Regions from separate parts of the Rattus norvegicus genome. Here region 2 is linked to region 1. A link is a contact called in public Hi-C data. All regions are on one chromosome and are shown on one strand. The core of a region is the stretch at or near the end of the contact, and the rest is flanking DNA. Distances in the headings are between cores, read along the strand shown.

Evidence for each region. A called contact is a pair of places that touch in the nucleus more often than the background predicts.
Region 2: a Hi-C map of the A7r5 cell line shows a contact between it and region 1, with 8 times the contacts expected there. The contact joins the enhancer-like site here to the promoter of Ap1s2 in region 1. A contact is called at or near these places in 3 of 12 Hi-C or Micro-C datasets (the A7r5 cell line, the Rat2 cell line and frontal cortex).

Annotation. Positions count from the first base shown.
Region 1 is chrX:34,228,208-34,232,389 of GRCr8, forward strand. It overlaps Ap1s2 (adaptor related protein complex 1 subunit sigma 2), which reads right to left and starts at 2,477. Exons shown (of 5, transcript NM_001127531.2): 1 at 2,356-2,477; 2 at 144-322. The coding sequence starts at 322.
Region 2 is chrX:34,308,531-34,312,712 of GRCr8, forward strand. The region is part of intron 3 of LOC120099257 (a long non-coding RNA gene); the gene reads left to right. Among named protein-coding and RNA genes, the nearest start is that of Rnf138l1, 61 kb to the right of the region's middle. Within about 2 kb of position 1,726, at least 1 of the 93 cell types and tissues checked has an H3K27ac peak or open chromatin away from gene starts, as enhancers often do. A contact at or near this core is called in the A7r5 cell line, where this site is marked.

The DNA.
Region 1 (4,182 bases), core at 1,227-3,726:
TTAAATGGAAAGTTTTCCTTCAAATTTATTTCATTTAAATATTAATCTTTGTTTATTGACCTAAAAGTCTGCAATTTCCTCATTAGAAATAACCCTAATGCTTGACAGTACTTCACCTTTCTGATAAATAAAAAAAGGATTACCTTTTATAAACAATCTTCAGATCTCTCCACTCAAGGAAGCTGCACATCTTGGGTTTCCGTGCTAAAACGGTTTGCACAAGTTCTCTGGTGATTTTCTTCTTCTCTTTGTCTGACAGTGGGACATACCATTTCTGCAGTCGAAGCTTTCCCTGACGACTAAAAAGCAACATAAACTGCATCTGTTAAAATAAATAAAATCAAGATTACATACAATTACCTCGGAGCAACAGTTAAGAGCACATGATTTTCAGAGCCGCTTTGGGGGGCACAGTAAACGCCCTGACAAATGATCAATAAGCCATCAACATTTCTATGGAGGTTATAATAGCATGGAATTCTTTTGGAAAGATCTTCTTACTATATGTATGTAGGTAAGTGTAGAAGAGAGTGTGTAAAAAGCAGAACAGGTGGTAAGCTGGAGTGAATTTTTTGAAGAACAAAAACTCTGATAATTTCAGGAAACAATTTTCTACCTGTTCCACACTCCACCACTCTACATGCATCAAAGGAAAATGCAGACATCAGGTAGCTGATTTAGGTACATTTCTAGGAAAGAGGAGACCTACTATTTTCACCCTGAGGCTATTCTAGTTCCAGGCGGAATTTCAAGCACTCCCTTCAATTTATGCTAGCATATTTTAAACAAAACAGAATATTAGTCAAATATTTCACAGTACATTTTAAAGACAAAAGTCTGATTTTTTATGTTTTCATTTCTCTTTTATAAAATACAACATAAATAAGCACTCAAAAACTGAGTTAATGTCTGTAAAAGAGAATAGAAGTTTAAAAAGCTTTACCCAAAAGTTACCCATATTGAAACACAGGATATTTAATTTAAAACAACATTTTGAGACATCACACAGTATACATCTTTTAAAACAAACAAACAAACAGAAACCACATTCGAATGTATGCTGGATTCAAGTATATTTTATATTGAAGCTAATTTGTATGGATTTACTTAGCATTTGCATGTCTGTTGGTCAGTCTGTTTTCTAAGGCATGTATTTTATAATTCAACTGGTAAAAATGGGCTGTATTGTAAAGCTAATTTGAAGGTAAAATTCGGATAAGTGTTCTGTTTTAACCTTTTTAAGTTCCTTTAACAGTGACAGTGCAAGTAAGATCCTCTCAAGGACAATTCTTAATATTCACCACACTACCTTAAACATGAACACACGGAGGAGGAATTTACGTAACTAATATAAAATCAAATTGGCTCTAAATTTCGACAGGAAAACCACCTCACAATATAACAAAAAGGCACCAAGAAAACATCCGGATATTTATGGCGTAGCCATTTAACTTTAATAAAGTTAAAATTGGCTATTACTCCACACAACACTCTATATAATTCATTGAGAGCAAAGTGCTACCCGTGTAAGTCCTTAAGACAGCGGCATCGAAGAGAACGGCAAGTAAAGCATCAACTGGACATTGAACGCCGACCGTTAACAGAACTTGGGAAAGGAACCGATCGGTTTTCTTAAATCTCGACCAGGAGAGACGGTTTGCTAATGACAGGGGTGTGCTCTAGGCTATCTGTAACGGGGTCTAGTATCCGCCCTAACACTTTGTAGAACGAAGAAACCAAGCATTTTCCTCAAAACAAATGATGTGCTAACATGGGACGAAACCCGTGGCACAAGTATTCCTTTTCCCTCGCTTTGATTTTGCCTCAAATCCTGGGACAACAATTTCTCCAGATTGGTATTAAAACAAAAACAAAACAAAAAACAACAATGAGCTCAGCCTTGGAGTGGGCTCTGGTCCAGCATCCCTGGGGTCCCGCAGTCTTGGACGCCTCCCCTCCTCCCGGGACCACACTCCATCAGTGCCCAAAGCTGGGCGATGTGACCGGCAAGGAGTGGAGAGAGACAATGGCATCCGCTGGCCCGCCAGGGGCGCCAAGTCCTCGGTCGCCACCACCCCGGCCCCTCCCCAAAACACCCCGTCAAACTTGAGGCGATCAGCGAACCACAGGTGCCGCGGGGTCCCCGTGGAACCCAGGACCGTCCCCCGTATCACCGGCGCGCCGCAGAGTGGAGAGCGGGGCGCTACCGCCGCCAGAAGTGAGTTTTGGGGCGCGGCGCCCCAAGAGGACTCGGGGTGGGGTCGTCGGGGCGCTCACGGGGCAACGGGGGGCGCGCCCCGGCCATCTCTCCCTCTTTCCATCCCTGCCACCTCAGCGGACTTCTTCAACACTTACGGCGGCTGCGGGCCGCGGACGCGGCGGAGCTTGGCTGGCTGCGGAGACTGAGGCGCCGGCAGCTGCTGAGGGGAAGCCCCCGTCGCCAGGCTGTTGAAGGGAAGCCGTGGTGCCGCGGGGAGGGGACCCGTCTGGTGGAGGGCAGGCTTAGGCGGCGAGGGTAGGGCGAGCCAACAGATCCCGCCCTGGAGGCTGGACGAAGGAGGAGCCCAGGCTGCGGTGAGCTGAGAGGCGGACCAGAGGACGCGCGCCAAGCTGCCGAGGGGGCGCCAACCGCCTCTAGAGTCAGCACAGTTGCCGGCAAGAACGAGAAGCCGATTGGTCAAATGGCCACAGGGAAGGCGTGGCGAGGGCCGGAAGTCTGGCCACGTGACCCGGAAGCGGCTTTGGCTGTGGCCGGCACGCCTGCGTACTTATGGCCGTGCCGCGGGGACGCAGCGCACCCGGCTGTCCTGGCTTCCTCAGTGGCAGGGTGATGGGGTTCCGCGGCGCCCTTAGCTGACCCCGTGGTGCAGGCTAAGGATGGTCCGCACTACAAAGAGCTGACTTCGAGCTCCGATGACTCTCTGGGTCCCCAGAGGGTTGGACGGGGAGATGTGACAGTGGGTGATGATGGTGGGAGCAAGGACAGGAGTGCTGCAACTCTGGGGAAAATAAGTCAGCGCTTTCGTGGTGCTCGCGCCCGCGTTTGCAAGGAGGCCCCTCCTCTCCAACGCAGTGCTACAGCCCTAGCTAACCTAGACACTTCTGGCCCCAAGCTTTGCAAGAGCCTTTCTGCAGGGCTTGCTTCGCCCAGCAGTGCGGCGGACTGGATGAGTTGTGGTCCGCTCTCTGCTGCAAAAATCCAGACAGCGCTTAGTCCTCCAGATCCCGCTTCCTTCTCACGGTCTCGCCCCCACCTTCCCCAACCCGGGTTCCAGTTTAGCTTTGCTGACGACTCGCTCTGCTTGCCATGCCCTTCCTCTAATGTCACATCTATGAAGCCTCACTCTAAAGCCCTGGAACAACGAATTCCTCTTTTACCCACATGCTTCTGTTTAGTGCACCTTGGATTTTATTCGTTTAACAATCTAGCTCCCTGCCTGGTTTTAACACCACTGATAAATGTGAGTTGCCTAATAAAATTATAAAATAATGATAGATTTATTAAAAGCTGAAATGTTGACTTAGTTCTGGGCATATGATGGATTTCTATGTTTTATTTGAATGCTGGAATGGATGGATCATCTAGTTCAACTTATCATTTATAGATAAGGGGAGTGGAGATCCACGGGATTAGGTGACCTTGCTTGGGCAGCGATGGATTTCCCATGTCAAATGCTACTCATTACTACAGTCACCTCCGTCCCTACAAAAAAAAAAAAAAAAAAAAAAAGCCAGAACTGAGTATTTGTTGGGTATGCCTTTCTTTGCAGAGATTGCTAAACAGGAATTGTAAATTAACCAATGTAAGGGAAAAGATGCTACATTTTTAGCGAAGTTGTGTTTATTCAATTTAAAGAAACCCCTTATTAGAGATCAATGTTGATTTTTATGTCTTACAGTACCAATGTAATAGGATCATATATGATAGGAATTTGAGGTCATTTTGTAAATGCTTTTGTTTAGCAAAAATAAAACTAGAATATTTCCCCTTTTCCAGCAATACTATGCTGCTTGGAAAGTTTCATATTAGCACGTGTGAGTGAAATATACTAAAGTGAGCAACAAAAAGCAGAATTGGCTTTTGGTGGGTCTTTAGGCCCCCCCGGCCCAAATTTCTGTTTCCTGTTCAAACATGCCCCTGAAATGCTAATGTCCTTTCTCTTCCTTCATACAAGGAACCGA
Region 2 (4,182 bases), core at 476-2,975, 80 kb after region 1:
GATGCTGAAAAGTCAGGAGTGTGCTAACAGTAATATTGGAGGAACGGGAGTGGGGGTGGTAGGATATACATAGTGATTTTTGTTTATTTTTTCACAATTTCAGACAGGAATATACTGCATTAATTTTTATACCTCCCACTTTTCTGTCTCGTCCCTCTCCAACTCTTATTGGTCCCCTTCCCCTTCTCAAATAGTTCTTCCTTCCACTTCTGTGTCTCTTTTAGCTGTTGTTTCTTAACCCACTGAGCTTAGAATTGTTCAGAGCAGTGGTTCTCAACCTTCCAAAAGCTGCAGCCCCTTTAATAAAGTTCCTCATGTTGTGGTGCTCTCCCAAATATAAAACTATTTTCATTGCTGCTTCAGAAACTGTAGTTTTGCTACTGTTATGAATGATAATGCAAATAATTTTGGAGCTAGAAGTTTGCCAAAGGGGCCATGACCCACAGATTGAGAGCCATTGCCTTTAAAGGAACACAAGTGTCAGGTTATTTATAGCAGCAACATGGGTGACTTATCATTGAAAAGCATCTGTCCTTTCCTCAGCAGCCATTAACTGCCAAGTATTCCCCAGGTCTTGTGACCCCTCCTTTAAACATTACGTTTTATTCAACATTTTTTTTCTTCTGAGACCACATCTTACTATATAGTTCTGCCTGTTAAGCTTAAAGATAAAATGGAGCTTCTGTCTCTATTCTAACCATCCTTTCATTATCTGTAACTGGAGATAACAATAGAATACTAATGGGTTCAGTTCGAACATTAAATGATATAATGTATGCAATGTGTTTGACACATACCTGGGTTCTGGAAATCAATTTGTGAACAAGATTTCAGCAGAGCTTTGTTTAGTGAAATCCGTGGGAGACTGTCAAGGGATGGGCCTCAGTGTCAGGTTCCTCACACAGGGCCTGGATGCTTCACTGCCAATCTCCACTCAAAATCAATGAGTGGTTGTCAGGGGTTTCAGAACTGTGAAGGAGAAGGTGCTGGGGCTGGGAGCTGAGCACTTCTGGGAGCATAGTAACAGAACGAACTCCACCGTTTCTAACAGTGCACAGCCTTCACAGGTACCTGGTGCCTCTGATTTCTAGGGTGTGTCTGGAATTCGGCGTTTTGAATTCACTTTTTCTTGCTTACTCTGAATTCTTACAAAAACATTTCATTTTTTTCTTAATTTTAATTTTGAGACAAGGTTTTAACTAAGTTGCCTAGGGCAAGCCCACCCTGAACTTGACATTGCCCTGCCTTGGCCTCCCAAATTGCTGGGGTGACAGCTCTGAACCAACTGGTTTGGCTTAGTATCTCATTCTTTTCGGCCTTTCTAAACAAACAAACGAAGAAACAAACTCCTGACATGTATTTAACCAAAATCTTCCTTTTGCTTTGTATCTAAAATTGAGTGTGTATCCTAAGAAGTAGCTTAAGATTGTTCAGATTTGGGGGTCACTTTTCCCCCAAAAAGTCATCCACATGAGATTTTAGGGAGCCCCATTATTCCCCCTTTATCTTACTTTTGAAAAACCATGTTGACACTTCCTTCAAACACAAGGCCCATTCTATACTCTCACAAGTTTCCCCCCATTATTCTCAAGAGTCTATTTCCTTTATTGTGGAGAAAATTGGAGATTTACAAGATTAGAATGGAAATGGATGAATTTATTCTCTATTTATAGAAACCTGGTGACGTGTTTCCCAAGGTATGAATAGAACAATGGGTGTTGACCAGGCTTTTTTGTAACCATGGATACCCTACAATTATTCCTGAATCTTACTCATTGTTTGTCTGTGTCTGTAATTTAGCAAATATGGCTCTTGATTCTAACTCACACATTTTCAAATGAAAACATATCTCCAATTTATCACCATCTATTTTATGAGTCAGCCCAGGCATGTTTCAAATTCAAATTCATCCATATACACTTCAGAAGAAGGAATCAATCACTATCTTCAGATAATGGGTGAAAATTGAGGACAGTGATGATAATAACTGCTGCACATGACCCATGTTGTCACTAAAACCAAAAATTCCAACTGGGTAGTTTGTAAAGTATCAGACAATCGGCCCTCGATTGCCTATGGTCCTATTCTTACATTCACTTGGATATGATATTTGGGAAAATATCTGCAGCAAATGTTGATCCACATAGCTTTGCCTGTTTCTGCATTGTTTAGAAAGTTTATGAATTCTAGGACAGCTCTCTTCAGAGTAATTAACGCTATATTACCAGTTTGGTGACGATTCCATTTGACACACTTAAACTGGTTGATCACTCAGCAATTCACTTAATTTCACACATCATTTCCTCATTTGTAATATAGCACACCACAGGCATTTCAAATATAACTTTAAAATATTTACATCTGACTGTGGGAGAAACCGCACATGTTCTTCTTAAGTCATGTCTTTCTTCTGGGCTTCTGGAAGCCCCTGAGCTAGTCATCCTTCACTTTTAATGAACCATTTGAATATTGCTAAGACTTATTGTGTCACGAAATATCAAATAACCAAAACGCATCTCTGAAAAATATTCTAGAATGTTTTTTCTGGTGCCAGGAGACAGATTTGAATTATTCATTTAGTTAAAATACGTGTTAAAGTCACTGAGTTTTTTTTTTAAATTCAGCTCCTTTTCTCCTGTTTATTATTCTCGCCTTTTATACAATATATGCATAATATTTAATGTGCTGAGCTAATATAGTAATACAAAATGAAGCCTTTAATATTCTTAAATTCACTTAAAATAGTATAAAATTACAGGCTGAGGGAGGTATTTTCTGATTATTCTTGATGCAGAATGACATTGAAATTGACTTCCATGTAGTCTTATCATTTCTCTGGATCAAGTGATAACAATGCAGGGAGTGGAGAGAAATTTATGTTATTTTAAAGAATAAAAGCAGTGTTTATGGAGGAGGGATTCCACTGGAGATAGGGACTGACGAACCAATAATTCAAAGGACTGATGAGAGAGAAATATTCCCTGGGCCTGATGGGATGTGGAGCCTGCAACCTGTAATCCCAGTGCCTGAGAGATACAGGCAGGAGGATCATTGCACGTTCAAGACTAAGCTGGTCTATACAGTGAGAAATGGGGGTGGGAGGAGACAGAGAGACAGAGACAGAGAGAGACAGAGACACAGAGAGAGACACAGAGAGAGCCAGAGACAGACAGAGACACAGAAAGACAGAGAGACAGAGACAGAGAGAGACAAAGAGAGATAGAGACAGAGACACAGGGACAGAGAGAGACAGAGACAGAGGCAGACAGAGAAACACAGAGACACAGAGACCGACAGAGAGACAGACAGAGACATAGAGACAGAGAAACAGACAGACAGATAGACAGAGACAGAGATGCAGAGACAGAAAGAGACAAAGAGACCAAGACAGAGACACTGGGAGAGACAGGGAGACAGAGAAGAGACAGAGAGGAGAGGAGACAGAAACACACACACACGCACGCACACGCACACACACGCACACACACGTATGCATGCACGCACGCAGACAGACTGACAGACTGACAGACAGACAGACAGACAGACAGACAGACAGACAGACAGACAGATTATATCGGTCTTCAGTCATAGGAAATCAAACCTGTGATGGACCTGCGAGTATCTCTGAACAAGGATGTCTTATTAGGAAGCTTATGTCCTTATGCCCAGTTCTGATTCTTCTCTGCTGTGAAGACCCTATTTAGACAAATGCACCTATAGACCCTGAGCTGGTGAGATGGTTCAGAGGCTAAAGGCATCTGTCGCTAAGTCTGATGGCTTAAGTTCAATCCTCAGGCACCATATGGTGGAAGGAATGAACCAGCTCCCAAAAGCTGTATACACACACACACACACACACACAAACACTTCTATACACTTCTATAAATCAGTGAGCATTCACTGATAATCACCCCTACTATTATCTGTTTTTTCTATCAAAGACTACAAAAGATAATGTCCCTGATCTTGATTATTCCATGTTCCGTATTAAAGAAAGAAATTTATTCCAAAAGATGCTGGGCTTCAAATCACTGGTTAATGTGAAAATCATAAGACAATCTTTCTGATAGGAAAATGTTAAAATTGTACATTTATTCTCACTGATTTTTATTCGCACTGATATTTTCATAGCTAAGGATACACATTCTCCCGCCCAAGGGGACTGTGAAGCAACTTTTCCTA